2 separate regions of the Callithrix jacchus genome follow, and region 1 is linked to region 2. The links are chromatin contacts, called in public Hi-C maps. All regions are on one chromosome and are shown on one strand. Each heading gives the region's core, a stretch centred on a gene start, on an enhancer-like site or on the middle of the called end of the contact. The rest is flanking DNA. Distances are from core to core; before and after follow the strand shown. Region 1 overlaps LOC144580369 (a long non-coding RNA gene). Region 2 has its middle 120 kb from the start of CDC42BPA.

Region 1 (6,850 bases), core at 320-2,819, 520 kb before region 2:
GCTCATATTAAATGAGTTCACCTCAATTCTGGTAACAATGGGAGGTAACCACTATTCCAATTTCTATTTTATAGATGAGGAAACTGAGACAGAGAGATCACTGATTGGCCTAGATCAAGCAGGGAGTAGTTGGTATAGTAACCCATGGCATATGGTTTGTGGAATAGGTGCTCTTGACTAGTAGAAATAGGTCCTTCCTGCAGTGTGTAATTGTTAGCAAGCATGGGCTGCCATCTTCCTGTCAAGGACACTCAAAATACCCAATATAGGCTAGGCAAAGTGGCCCACACCTGTAATCCCAGCACTTTGGGAGGCAGAAGCAGGCAGATCACCTGAGGTCAGGAGTTTGAGACCAGCCTAGCCAACATGGTGAAACCCCATCTGACTAACAATACAAAAATTAGCTGAGCTTGGTGGCGGGTGCCTGTAATCCCAGCTACTGAGGAGGCTAAGACAGAAGAATCACTTGAACCCAGGAGGCAGAGGTTGCAGTGAGACAAGATCAGGCTATTGCACTGTATGTAGCCTATGCGACAACAGTGAAACTCTGTCTCAAAAAAAAAAGTATAATCTTATAATCCCAGCACTGTGGGTGGCTGAGTCATGAGAATCACTTGAGCTCAGGAGTTTAAGACCAGTCTGGGCAAGCTGGCAAGACCCCATCTCTACAAAAAATGAAAAATAGTCTGATTTTAGCCATTCGTGTGTGTGGTGGTGTCTCTTGGTGGTTTTGATTTGCATTTCCCTAGTGCTGACTAATAATGCTGGGTACCTGTTCATATGCTTATTGGCCTTCTTTTGTTAAATTTCATTAAGTTTTAAACTTTAAAGTCAAAGATTTCCCCATGAGAATGACTTTTTAAATGACCAAAAAGGGGGATAAGAACATTAATTTTTGAAGAGAAGGCCTCTGAGAAAAATGCAGTTGTACCCAGCTACTACTTTGCAAATGACCCATGCATTTTAATTTTCCTCTAAGGAAGACCAAGGAAGAGTCTTATCACCTCAAGGCAGGAGACATAGGGATTTGGGTTATTTAATAAGAGTGGCAGGTTTAAAAACTCAAACCCGGAAGACTCCCTAGAGTTTCTCCCAGGAGGTAGGGAAGGGCCCCATCCATGGAGAGAGGAGGAGGATATGACTGACAGCAGCAGTTCCCAATCTCTAGGGACCAGGGACTGGTGTCATAGTAGACACTTTTTCCACAGACGGGTTGGGGGATGATTTGGGGGTGAAACTGTTCCACCTCAGATCATCAGGTGTTAGATTCTCATGCGGAGCGTGCCACCAAGATCCCTGGCAAGCGCAGTTCACCATAGGGTTCAGGTTCCTATGAGAATCTAATGCCACTGACCTGACAGGAGGTGGAGCTCAGGTGGTAATGCTCATTCCCACCACTTACCACCTGCTGTGCAGCCTGCTTCCTAATAGGCTACAGACTGGTACTCTCCATGGTCTGGGGGTTAGGGACCCCTGATTTAGAGGAAGTAAGGGCGTGGCTTACCCTGGGCCCTGGGGTATTCTGGGAATGGAGAGGATGGAGAGAAGAGAGGAGGCAGGGAAGACCTCCCCTTGCTCCTCATTTGGGACTGGGGAGAAAGTCAGGTCTCAGGCTCAACAGTACCTGACTCTACACCACCTTCCAAAGGGAACACAGTGGGGTTGGATGGTAGGCACGGGTTATCTTCTCTGAGCCTCAGCACAAGACAGAAGGTTCCCACAGTTTTTCAGTGGGCAAGTGGTAGGTTCCCAAGCAGAGAGCCAGCAGTCCCTCTCTGAGGCCTGCAGTGGAGTGGGGTGAGGTGTTTGCTGAGCCAAGTGTCTGTCAGTCAGAGCCTGGGAGGCTGGGCTGGCTCGCAAGCACCTGTTACAGCCAAACCAAGAGATGAGGCTCCGAGTTCTGCCGGCAGAGATGGCCGCCCAGGCCATCCTCCTGCTCCTACCCCAACCTCCAGTACTCCAGAGCCGACTTGCAGGGGAACAGAAACCTGAGAGGCTGAACATACCCATGGGGAAACACATGTAGTAAAATATTTGGGGAATCAGGAAGAATTCTCTGTATTATTCCTCAACCTTTCTCTAGGTTTGAAATTATCAAAATAATTAAAAAAAATTATAACAACATTCTCATATTAAAACACTGTTTCTTTTCTTCAGTTTTTGATTTTTCTTTTTTTACTCTAGCCTGATTTATCCTAACAATAGGTGGTCTTGATTTTTAAATACTTTCTTCTCCAAGACTTTCATGACACCCACTCTCTACTGGTTCCGAAAATGTTGGATTTTGTCTCAGCCCTTGCTCCTGGAAACAGCTAAGGTTGAGAAAACCCCCCATGCTTTGTGTTCTAGTAGACAGCTTCCTGCAAAGAGCCATCTTCCCTAACTAGGCCTCTTAGATGCCTCTCTTGTTTAATTATGACAGGAGCACACACACACACACACACACACACACCCTCCAAATTCCCATTCTTGGTCTTTTAAATGATCACCGGAGCTACTTTTCCCCACTGATTAATCGGAACAAAATGCTCATTCACCAAACTTCCCTCTTTTTTTTTTGAGACGGAGTTTTGCTCTTGTTACCCAGGCTGGAGTGCAATAGCACACTCTCGGCTCACCGCAATCTCCGCCTCCTGGGTTCAGGCAATTCTCCTGCCTCAGCCTCTTGAGCAGCTGGGATTACAGGCACGCACCACCGTGCCCAGCTAATTTTTTGTATCTTTAGTAGAGACGGGGTTTTACCATGTTGACCAGGATGGTCTCGATCTCTTGACCTCGTGATCCACCCGCCTTGGCCTCCCAAAGTGCTGGGATTACAGGCTTGAGCCACTGCGCCCGGCCCCTAACTTCCCTCTTTTTCCCAGGTCCCTAAACTTTCCTGAGCCGGCAGACAGCCCCTCTGGAGAAGAGGTTGGCTCCAGAGGCAGACATCTCCCATCTATTTGATCTTGCCACCCTTCCACTCCACTTCCCCACATCTGTTCTTTGTGGTCGTGTTTACTCCCCTATTAAGAAAACAAAACGAAAAAACTTGTTAGCCTGGATCTGGAGACTCCGGAAGATCCTAACCGTCAGAGGTTCCCCCCATTGCAATGGTCCCGTTTTCTTCCCCTTCCCATCCTTGTGATAATCCTTTTAAAAAATCCCCTTACTAAATCCAGTTTCTAAAATTTAAGTTTTTTAGAGACAGTGTCACCCATGCCGGAGTGCAATGGCATAATCATAGCTCACTGCAACCTCACATTCCTGGACTCAAGCAATCCTCCCACCTCAACTGGGGCTACATGGATGCATCAGCATGCCTAGCTAATTTTTTTTAAATTTTTGTCTAGATGGGGTCTTGCAATGTTGCCCAGGCTGGTCTGGAACTCCTGGCCTCAAGTGATCATCCAGCCTCAGCCTCCCAAAACGCTGGAATTTAGGCATGAACCACTGCACTCAGCTCCAATTTTATTTTGTTTGATAATTTCCTCCTACTTTTCTTCCCTCCTCTAGCTCATTCCTTGGCCATTTTCCAGCTGCTTCTCTGCTTTTACCCTAGATGCAGGAGATTTTCAGCCCTCAGTTCTGATTCCCCTTTGCAGCTTGCTGCTCCTCCCTCCCCAACGTGATCCTGTCCATTCACATGGCTTTCACATGCTGGTTGCCTTCCCCAGTATCTCTCCCTCCTAACAGAGCCCTGCTGTGCTCAGGGTGTCCTCTTCACATTTAGCATTGCTCATCTCCCAGGGTCTTGAGTACTTAGGAGAGGCCACGTGACTCAGCTCTGCCAAAGTCTAGTGCTTGGGTCTTCTAGAAAGATATTGTTTTCCTGGTTTTAAAAGGGGAAGGGGTGCCTCAGTCATGATCTGCCTTTTTTCCTTGCATGGGACACAGTTGTGATGCTTTGAGATGTCATAGGCACTTAGTGACCACCAGCATGAAAGCCATAGGCAAAGCATGTATGATAGAGAAGGAAACCACAGGCTGGGGATATGATGACTTCCTTAAGTAGCTCCCTCAGCCACCCCAGGACTTCTTTTTTGTTTGTTTAGAAATGGAGTCTCACTCTGTCACCCAGATTGGAGTGCAGTGGCACCATCTCGGTTCACTGCAATCTCTGCCTCCCCAGTTCAAGCGATTATCCTACCTCAGCCTCCCGAGTAGCTGGCACTACAGGCGTGTGCCATCATGCTCTGCTGATTTTTTTTTTTTTTTTTTAGAGAGATGGCGTTTCATCCTGTTGGCCAGGCTGGTCTTGAACTCCTGACCTCAGGTGATCTGCTGGCCTTGGCCTCCCAAAGTGCTGGGATTACAGGCGTGAACCACTGAGACTGGCCCACACTGTTCTGATTACTATAGCTTTGTAATATGTTGTGAAAGGATGTGTGAGGCCTCCAACTTTAATCTTTTTCATGATTGTTTTGGCTATTGGGGATCCCTTGAGATTCCATATGAATCTTAGGACAGTGTTTTTCTCTCAAAAAAATGTCAGGAGGAGGACCCTGAGCCAGAGATAGTTCTTAGCTTAAACTCTACAGCAGTGGTTCTCAAAATGTGGTCCCGGGGACCCATGGATCAAAACTATTTTGTAATAAAACTACATTACCTTCCCATTCTCGTTCTCTTACAAGTGTACACTGGAGTTGTCCGGAAGCTGCATGGTATGTGTTATCACAAGGGATTGAATACGGAAGCAGGTATGAGAATCCAGCTGTCTTCTATTAAGATATTCTATATATTCTAATAAAGAAAATTACAAAAATGTAAACAAATGCCAGTCTTCATGAAAGGTTATTTGAAAATATAGCTATTTTCAAAAACTTATTTATGTTAAAATGAAATGTTTATTTTTTAAAAAGTTGACACATAAATTAAAAAAAAAAAACATGTCTTAGTTATAATTTCTCAACAAGATAGAATTAACCCACATTACAAAAGGTCTTTGCAGTCTTCAGTAAGTTTTACAAGTGTAAAAGGGTCCTGAGACCAAAGCGTTTGCGGTCCACTGTTCCTCCAGAAGGCTACGGCTTTTTTCTGGTGGCTTTACACTTCTGCTGTCCTTCAGTTACGTCCCTTCCTGCCTCCAGGGTCTCCTCCATTTGCCTTGAATTTCTCCGTCTGTTAGTTCCACTCCAGCATGGCCACATGAGGGCAGCCGATTCCGCCCTGAGGCCTGCGGGGACCTCAAGCCCAGGTGTTCACCAGGTCGGCCTCCGGCATCCAGTTTCCACCACCGAGTCCCTGGCAGGTGGTACTGGAGAAGCAAAGATGACAAACCAAGTCCTTGCTCTGTGGGAAGCTCAGGCCCCCTGTGCTCTCCCTCCCAGGTGCTAGCAGAGAGGCCCCAGCCAGGGCCTGAGCACATCACAGGATTGACATGTTTGGTGAATGAACATTATTACCTCCGTGTTGTGCAGAGCTGAGCACAGAATTTTGTCTTCCAGATCCTGAGCTTTAACCTGGAAGGGTTAGTCCTTCTTGCCATTGCCTGCAGGGAAAGAGCTCTAGAATATTTAAGGTTCAGGAGCATGCAGTTAAGTGAGAAAGGGAAAGGAGGTACGTTTTATCTAGTCTTGGATTAAGGTGGAAGAAAAGGGCAGATGTGAAGTTTCCCCAAAACTAGGGCTTTATTTATTTTGATCAGAACAGTCATGGACATCTCTAGCAATGGAAAGCAGTCCTGCAGTCATTTAACACAGATATCAGCTCTGTATCCTGTTAGCCAGCGGCCCCTACCACTTCTCCCAACAGTCTTAAAGCAACCTGCATGAAGGAGCTGACTCAGTGCTGGTCACTAGAAAGGGCATGAGCTCTGAAGTCCCAATACAAGGCTTTAATTCCAACCCTCCCGGCTCCTGGTCTGTGCTCTTTCCCCTTTACTATAAGGCCAACTTCACTTTGGTTTTACCCCCCAAATATTCATCATTGTATTGATTCAATGCAATGATACATAAAAAATCAGCAGTCTGATAAAGTGTGGCCTACTGGCTAAGAGGTGCAGGGCTTTGAAAGGATAGGCAAGGTAACATTCCTGGTTCCACCATGTATTAGCTGTGTAACCTCGGGCAAGTTGCTTACCATCTCTGAGTCTCAATTTTTTTCAACTGCAGAAAGCAGATAATAATATTACAGGGTTGCTGAGAGAATACGACCTTAGGTTTCTAAAGTGCTTAATTCAATACCTGGCTCATAGTAAGCGCTCAATAAACACCAGTTATCAACATCACTGCATTTGAAACATACAGCTTTTTCAAGTTAACGTAAGAATTTCAGAAGTCCTGTAATTCAGTGTTTTTCAAAGTGTGTTCAAAACACTTCCCTCAAGATGTTCTGTGAAAAAGGGTTCTGTGGCCCAATATGATGGGTTGTATATTAAAGTCTCAGAGAAGCTGTAAAGAAACCTGTTGAACTTTGATTATTCCGATCTTTATCAAATGAGTTTGACTGTAGAACTCTCTTCACACATCACCTTCTTTTTTCTTTTTTGAGATTGAGTTTTGCTCTTGCTTCCCAATGGCGTGATCTTGGCTCACCGAAACCTCTGCCTCCAAGGTTCAAGCGATTCTTCTGCCTCAACCTCCTGAGTAGCTGGGATTACAGGCACGCACCACCACGTCCAGCTAATTTTGTATTTAATAGAGGCGGGGTTTCTCCATATTGGTTAGGCTGTTCTCAAACTCCTGACCGCAGGTGATCTGCCCACCTCGGCCTCCCAAAGTGCTGGGGTTATAGGCGTGAGCCACTGCGCTTGGCCCACACAGCACTTTTTAACTTCCAGGTTGCCGGTAGACAGAGCTCAATCACCATTAACCATCACTGAGAATCATAACAGATGCTAGATCACATTTATGGAAGGTTTGCTCTATGC
Region 2 (6,850 bases), core at 2,833-5,332:
CTGCAGAAGACAGGAAGACATTGATGTCAAAGGGCAGCTGACCCTTGAAATCGACAGACTGGAGAAGAGCCATTTTCCCCTCTCCCAGGTCACAAATTACGTGGGAGAGAAATGCCAAACACTGGCCTTGCTTGTTTTTTAAACATCAATTTACGAAAGTATAGACACAAGGAAGAGAAAATTAAATACTAATTCAAAGAAATGTATTTAATTTGAATGTTGGATAAACAGCAGCTATGTCATGAGGTAATAATAGATTATATATTTTTACATCCAAATTTAGAGAACGTAGCCAGGTGTGAGGATGTGTGCCCATTGTCCCAGCTACTCCAAGGCTGAGGTGGGAGGATCTCTTGATCCCAGAAGTTTGAGGTTGCAGTGAGCTGTGATTCCACCACTGCACTCCAGCCTGGGTGATCGAGTGAGACCCTGTCAAAAGAAAGAAAGAAACAGAGAGAGAGGAGGAGGAGGAGAAAGAAAGGAAAAAAAAAGAGAGAAAGAGAAAGAGAGAAGGAGAGGGAGGAAGGGAGGGATGGGGGAGGGGAGGGGAAAGGAGAGGAGACAAAGAGAAACCAAAATCAGTGCTAAGGAGTCTCAAAACAACACCCCCAACCCCATCCAAGCATTCTTAGGCTTAAATGATAATTATCCCAGATCTGGAGGTAACTGGGCATCCTGAAAGCAAAGCTTCTGTTTATAACATCCACCCTCAATTTGACTTGCCACAGAGTCTTAGGACCAAGGTCTCCGGCCCAAATCTACAGTGTTGGGGTTGACAAAGACCATCTGATGGTTCTACTAAACCAACTTAGACTTTCATGATCTTATTTAAAATGGGGGATGAGACTGCCTCCACCCCTAAATTGTTATGTCTATTACTGTGCTACCATCTAATGGCGAAATGAGTTAAAACACAAATGTAACAGTACAGGGAACACTGACTACCGTTAATTTTTTTTTCTATGGACAATAGTTACACTTCTCTATCTCTCCAGATAAGGCAACAAATTTTCTCCATCATTCATGAAAAATGTCCCCAGATCTAAGATTTCTGAGAGGGAAAAAGTAATGAAGTCTCTAATTTAACCATGTGGAAAAAAATTAGGTATCTTTAGGGAGGACAGAAGGGCTTTTCTAAAACACTCTCAAAGTATACAACATAATAAAAAGCAATATTTTGAGATATATATTGTTTAACTTTCTCATATATGAGAAGTTAATAACAGCAGAAATGTTAACACAGTGCAATATGTGCCTAATCATTATCATCTTACAGAGAGGGCAAAAATTAAGCCATAACCCTCTACAGAGACTATTCACCACCCTAAAAATAAAGTCTCATAGCAAAAATAAAGTTTTACTGTTACATAATAAAAAAGATAGCAGATTACCAATATTTTCCCCTCTGCTTCTGCAGGCTAAGATTTCAGATTATTACAACTTATTTGGGGATTTTCCTCCCAGGGCTAAATGTTAGAAGCAGGGATCATTTTGGGAAATGCACTAAGCAATAAAAACAAAGAATGCTTTTCCCCACCCCTAAGCTCTTCCTTTTCTTTAAACACACAGGACATATCTATTGGGGATTTTCTATTTCCTGAGCAGTTCCATTAATGTCACCAATAACTCAAACTTTAAATCACTTCAGGAGACAGGCAGGGCCCCAAGAACTCCTGGGACACAGCCAGCTGGTCTGCAGTGCATGGAGGCTCGTGTGAGCTCCCAGAGAGCGGTCCTGATGAGCGGGGAGGGTGGCATGGACAGATGACGACCAGACAGGCACTCAGTTTGTAGAGCACAGCTGCCATGAAAACAGCAAGTGAGACGGGTAGGTAGAATTAGGACACCCCAAAACATGGCTTTAAACACCAGTTTTGCTGGATATTGTTGAGACACATATTAGTAAACTTTAAAAAAATCTAGAGATGCACATTTCAAGTTGATTTCCAACCAGGGGCATGGACAGGGTCGCTATAAGACTAGAGAATATAGCTTCTGGGTTGGGATACACACTGAGGAGCCCCTTCCGAAGCAGTGCCTTTCTCTCCCATAACTACTGGAGCACAGAGTAATGGATATCGTTTACTGTTAGGTTATAAGCATGTGTAAAAATACAAAACTGGGTCAGGCGCAGCGGGCACAGTGGCTCATGGTGGCAATTCCAACACTTTGGGAGGCAGAGATGGGAGGATTGCTTGAGCCCAAGGGTTTGAGACCAGTCATTACTCAGGAGGCTGAGACAGGAGGATCCCTTGAGTCCAGGAATTCTAGGTTGCAGGGAGTTATGATCAAGCCACTACACTCCTGCCTGGGTGACAGACAGCCACTTTGTCTTTGAAAACAAAAAACAAAAGACCCACAGAACTGTACAAAACCACCACATCTCTTCCCCTCTTGACCTTTATTTTGACCCCAGCCCATAGTTAAGATACAACCACCAGTCCTACCCCTAAATCAGTGGTTCTTAAAGTGTTGACCCCAATCAGCAGCATCAGCGTCCCTCGGAAACTTGTTAGAAATGCAAAGCCTGGGCCGGGCACAGTGGCTCACACTTGAATTCCAGCACTTTGGGAGGCTGAGGCAAGAGTGAAACATTGTCTCAAACAAACAAACAAACAAAAAAAAAAAAAGAAAAAAGAAAGCCTCAGGCCTCATCCCATTATTATTGAATCAGCAACTCTAGGGGTGGGGTCCACAAATCTGCATTTTTTTTGAAGCTTATGCTCCATTTTATTTATCTGTCAATCAGTTAATGATATACAAACCATTAACTAGCAAGGCTATGACATCTCAAAATACATCATTTCCGTATTTTAACAAGTTCTCTGGGTGATTCTGATACACACATTAGTTTGAGACCTGCTGCTGCACATGCAGACCCTGAAAGTACATACAGGGATGCAGTTTGTTGGCTAAAAGATGGCAAACACGGGTATAACCAAGTCTAGCTAAACCGTGAAGCTCTGGAATCAACGCCTTCATCCTGTGCCTTCAACTCCCTCAAATGTCAAATGATGTGGCATTTTGGTCCAGACCACCCCAGCAGCTTTAGTGGGGTCAGCCCACCTCAAGAGCCCGGTTATATTCTCTCTGGGAACTGGAGCAACGCCATTGGAACAAAGCTAGTAATTCGAGGTAGAGTTGAATAGAGAGGTCCTTGGGGACCCTGTATCTCCTTACTTTGTTTTCTAATCTGTAGAATCATTTCCCAGTCCAGCAAGAATGGTTGGCAAGTCCCGGCTGTTAGGTGGGAGAAACGCCGCCCTGGAACGCCGAGATCTTGTTGTGCACAAAGGAAACAGCGCGGTCCCGCTAACAGCTTGGGAACTGAGATAGTGACAGAACCACCAACAGAACCTCGTGAAAGAGGACAAAAAGCCATTTATGGTAGGGTTGTTCTTTTCTGATAAATATAAAAACTACAGAAAAGTCTAAATAATCCCGTAACTAAAACCTATATTCCCACCACCTAGAATTAATAACTGTTAGCAGTGTCAAATTAAACAGCAGTTTTGCGAAGTTGTGAAGACTGCATCTGGCAGTGAGCTGGGGAACAAAGAGGAAAGCAGCTAGAATAGGGAGAAATGAGCTAAGTAATTTTTAACAAAGAATGTGCCCATTCTTTTATCAGAAAACATTTCAAATATGAAGTTTCCACATAGCTACTAATAATAGCTCATAAATTTGAGTAGCTGGAGAGTTGAAATTTACAAATAATGAAGAGCAGAAAAATGGCTGGAGAGGAAGCCAGCTTGTTTCCTTGCGAATAAACAGAACATGCTTTCGGACAACCCCCTCACCCCCTGAAGTGATCAGGAAAGAAATCAGGCTGGTCCAAGAGAAATCAGGCTGCAGATGATGAAAGTGTGAGGTTTTCCCATCGCTGTTTATGGAGTTGAGGCCAAATGCTGGAACACCTAGGGCATTCTCTCACTGGCTGACCTTGGACTATGTGCTTGGTGTTAGCCATCAAAGCAGAGGGACAGTAAGAACATACGCCAAAATAAGAATCATGAGCTATTAGTGCTCCTACCCAAGGTGGGGAAAACATGGAAGTGTGGAGGCTGGAAGGCTGCTTCACAGAGGACAAGGCCACATGGAGCTGAGCTGGCCAAGGAGCATGCAGGAAGGGTTGTCATCTTTGCTGTGATCCCACCAGTTTTGCAGTCACCATGGTGGCCCCTGTGGCAACATCTAGAACCTCTGAAATGACATCCCCTGCAGCTCTGAGGATGTGTCTTCTGTTTTTTGACAAGCACATTCCATTGCTGAAAGTGAACAAAACTTAAAATATTTATTCTTCCCTCTTAACTCTGCTGGAAAACCTCATCCTTGCTTAAACAAACCGATTTCCCCTGCAGGCAGGACAGGACAAACATGGAAAGGAAAGGGGCAGAGGAGGTCTTTTTTTTTTTTTTTTTTTTTTGCTGTATAAGAGGGCTAGAGGAGGGGAAATCTATAGACTAGACATTTCCTGTGTACCTCCTGTTTGTGTACATATTGGTAAATTTAATATACTCATTGGGGAACTTAATGAAGTTAAACAGAGTGCAGCTGGGCAGCCTCAGCTCAACTTGCCACACCCTCACCTTCCAGGTGCAATGCTGTTCTGACTATCAACAAGCACCTGCCCTTTCCAAGAAATGCTATGTGCCATCATAGTCACAGGCTTTACGAGGACCAAGTGCCCCAACCTGGTGATGTGCTTCCTCCTGGATTCTTCAGCACCTCTATTGACGCAATGAGAGTCTGTTTGCCACAGGCAGAGCAAACTGCGGAAGATGCCTGCAAAAACGTTCAGGCCCATTAAAAACCAATAACAATAAATGGATTTTTCACCTGGTTTCCTATGCAAAAGAAAAGAAAAGAAAAAAAAAACAACAAAAAATCCGGGGGAAAAGAGAATGTAAAATACATGTATGTGCGGCTGTGTGTGCATTGCTCATACCTTACTAGTAATCCATTCTTTTAGCCAGTAAACATTTTTGACACTTACTATGCACAAAGCTCTGTGCTAGATTCTGTTAACAAACATGAGTGAGGCATAGTTACTGGCTTCCAAGAGCTCATGATGTGGAGGAGAAAATCACACATAAACACTAAAAAATCGTATTATAAGTTTTATAATAAAGCCTCATTCATCCGTTCAACAAAGATTTATTGTGCACAACGTGCCAGCCTCAAGTGTGAACAAATAATTATGAAAGCACAGAGGCCAAATATAACTACCATTCCCCTTTCAACCATGAAAGGTGTGATAAAAGAGCTCCCATGTATATACTCTTCAAGGACAAGATCCCTATCATTTTGTACACCAGTCATACCTGATGTGTGCCTGAGAAATGTTCAATAAATACTGCCCATCAAAGAATGGATTTTTTGGCCAGGTGCGGTGGCTCATGCCTATAATCCCAGCACTTTGGGAGGCCAAGGCAGATGGATCACGAGGTCAAGAGATCGAGACCATCCTGGTCAACATGGTGAAACCCCATCTCTACTAAAAATACAAAAATTAGCTGGGTATGGTGGTGCGTGCCTGTAGTCCCAGCTACTTGGAAGGCTGAGGCAGGAGAATTGCTTGAACCCAGAAGGCGGAGGTTGCGGTGAGCCAAGATTGTGCCATTGCACTCCAGTCTGGGTAACAACAGCGAAACTCCGTCTCAAAAAAAAAAAAAAGAATGGATTTTTTGTCCTTTTATTCATTAGGACTTTTCAACCTCATCTTTCTTTGCCATCTATTCACTAATTCCATAAGCAGTTACTGAACATCTACACATATGCTGGGAGCAAGGGCTACAGAAACAAGAAGCTGTTCAGTGAGGGAAGCCGGAGCAAAACTATGAGCCTCAAAGAATGTGTAAGAATAAAACAAGTTGTGGCCAAGTGTAGTGGCTCATGCCTGTAAGCCCAATACTTTGGGAGGCCAAGGCAGGAGAATCACTTGAGCCCAAGAGTTCAAGACCAGCCTGGACAACATAGGAAGACTCTGTCTCTACAAAAAAATTAATTAAATTAAAAATAAAATAAGTTTTGTGTGTCTGAGGGATGGCATTTCAGGGAGGGAGGACAGTTTAGGAAAGACATAGGAGAGAGATGCAGTGTGGACATGTGGGGATCTCTAAACAGTTCAATGTCTTAAGCTTTGCATTTTCAAAAGCTTGATCTTGTCGGTCTAACCTTGAGCTAACCAAATTTTTGAGAGGATGTGTATCAACTAGAATGCTAATTCCTCAAGTCGTTACTCTGTCTGGTGGCTAGATGTCCATGTGGGCACTGGGATCTGGAGATATCCAAAAGGATGCTTGAGTGAGCATGACACTGGGGCAAGTGATCTTGTCAACAACTTAGGATAGCCGCCTGTATCTGTCTTTCTCACCATCTTCCCTGTCCCTCTGTCACAGCCACGCTTCCAGGATGCTGCACTCTTTCTACTTCCTCAGCCCACACACTCTTCATGCCATTGCAATCTGGATTCTACCCCACCTCATTCCTGAAGCTGCCCCCACCTAGGTCATAAATGCTCTCTCTGTGGCTAACCACAGGATTCCTCTTAGTCCTTCTCATTCTGGATGTGTCTGTAGTAGCTTCTGACCCTAAGATGAGCTCTCCTTCACCCACTCCTGCCCGTTTTCCTTCTGATGTCTCAGGACACTTCGCATCTTCCTTTTACTCTGTGGACCCTACAACGAATAGTTTTCCACTGTTCTCTCTCTGGGTGAGATCATGACTTCAGTTGTCACCTTTATAGTCTAAAGATTCCCAAATCACGACCTGTGGCTCTAATGGTTTTTTAAAGAAATTATGGTAAAATACGCAGAACATGAAGTTTACCATCTGCTATGGTTTGAAT

Evidence for each region. A called contact is a pair of places that touch in the nucleus more often than the background predicts.
Region 1: a contact with region 2 is called in a Hi-C map of skeletal muscle, with 7 times the contacts expected there. The contact joins two enhancer-like sites. A contact is called at or near these places in 2 of 3 Hi-C or Micro-C datasets (induced pluripotent stem cells and skeletal muscle).

Annotation. Positions count from the first base shown.
Region 1 is chr19:22,378,515-22,385,364 of calJac240_pri, reverse strand. LOC144580369 (a long non-coding RNA gene) reads left to right here. Exons shown (of 4, transcript XR_013529790.1): 2 at 4,614-4,679. Among named protein-coding and RNA genes, the nearest start is that of COQ8A, 25 kb to the right of the region's middle. Within about 2 kb of position 1,569, at least 2 of the 16 cell types and tissues checked have an H3K27ac peak or open chromatin away from gene starts, as enhancers often do. A contact at or near this core is called in skeletal muscle, where this site is marked.
Region 2 is chr19:21,862,488-21,869,337 of calJac240_pri, reverse strand. No RefSeq gene overlaps it. Among named protein-coding and RNA genes, the nearest start is that of CDC42BPA, 120 kb to the left of the region's middle. Within about 2 kb of position 4,082, at least 3 of the 16 cell types and tissues checked have an H3K27ac peak or open chromatin away from gene starts, as enhancers often do. A contact at or near this core is called in skeletal muscle, where this site is marked.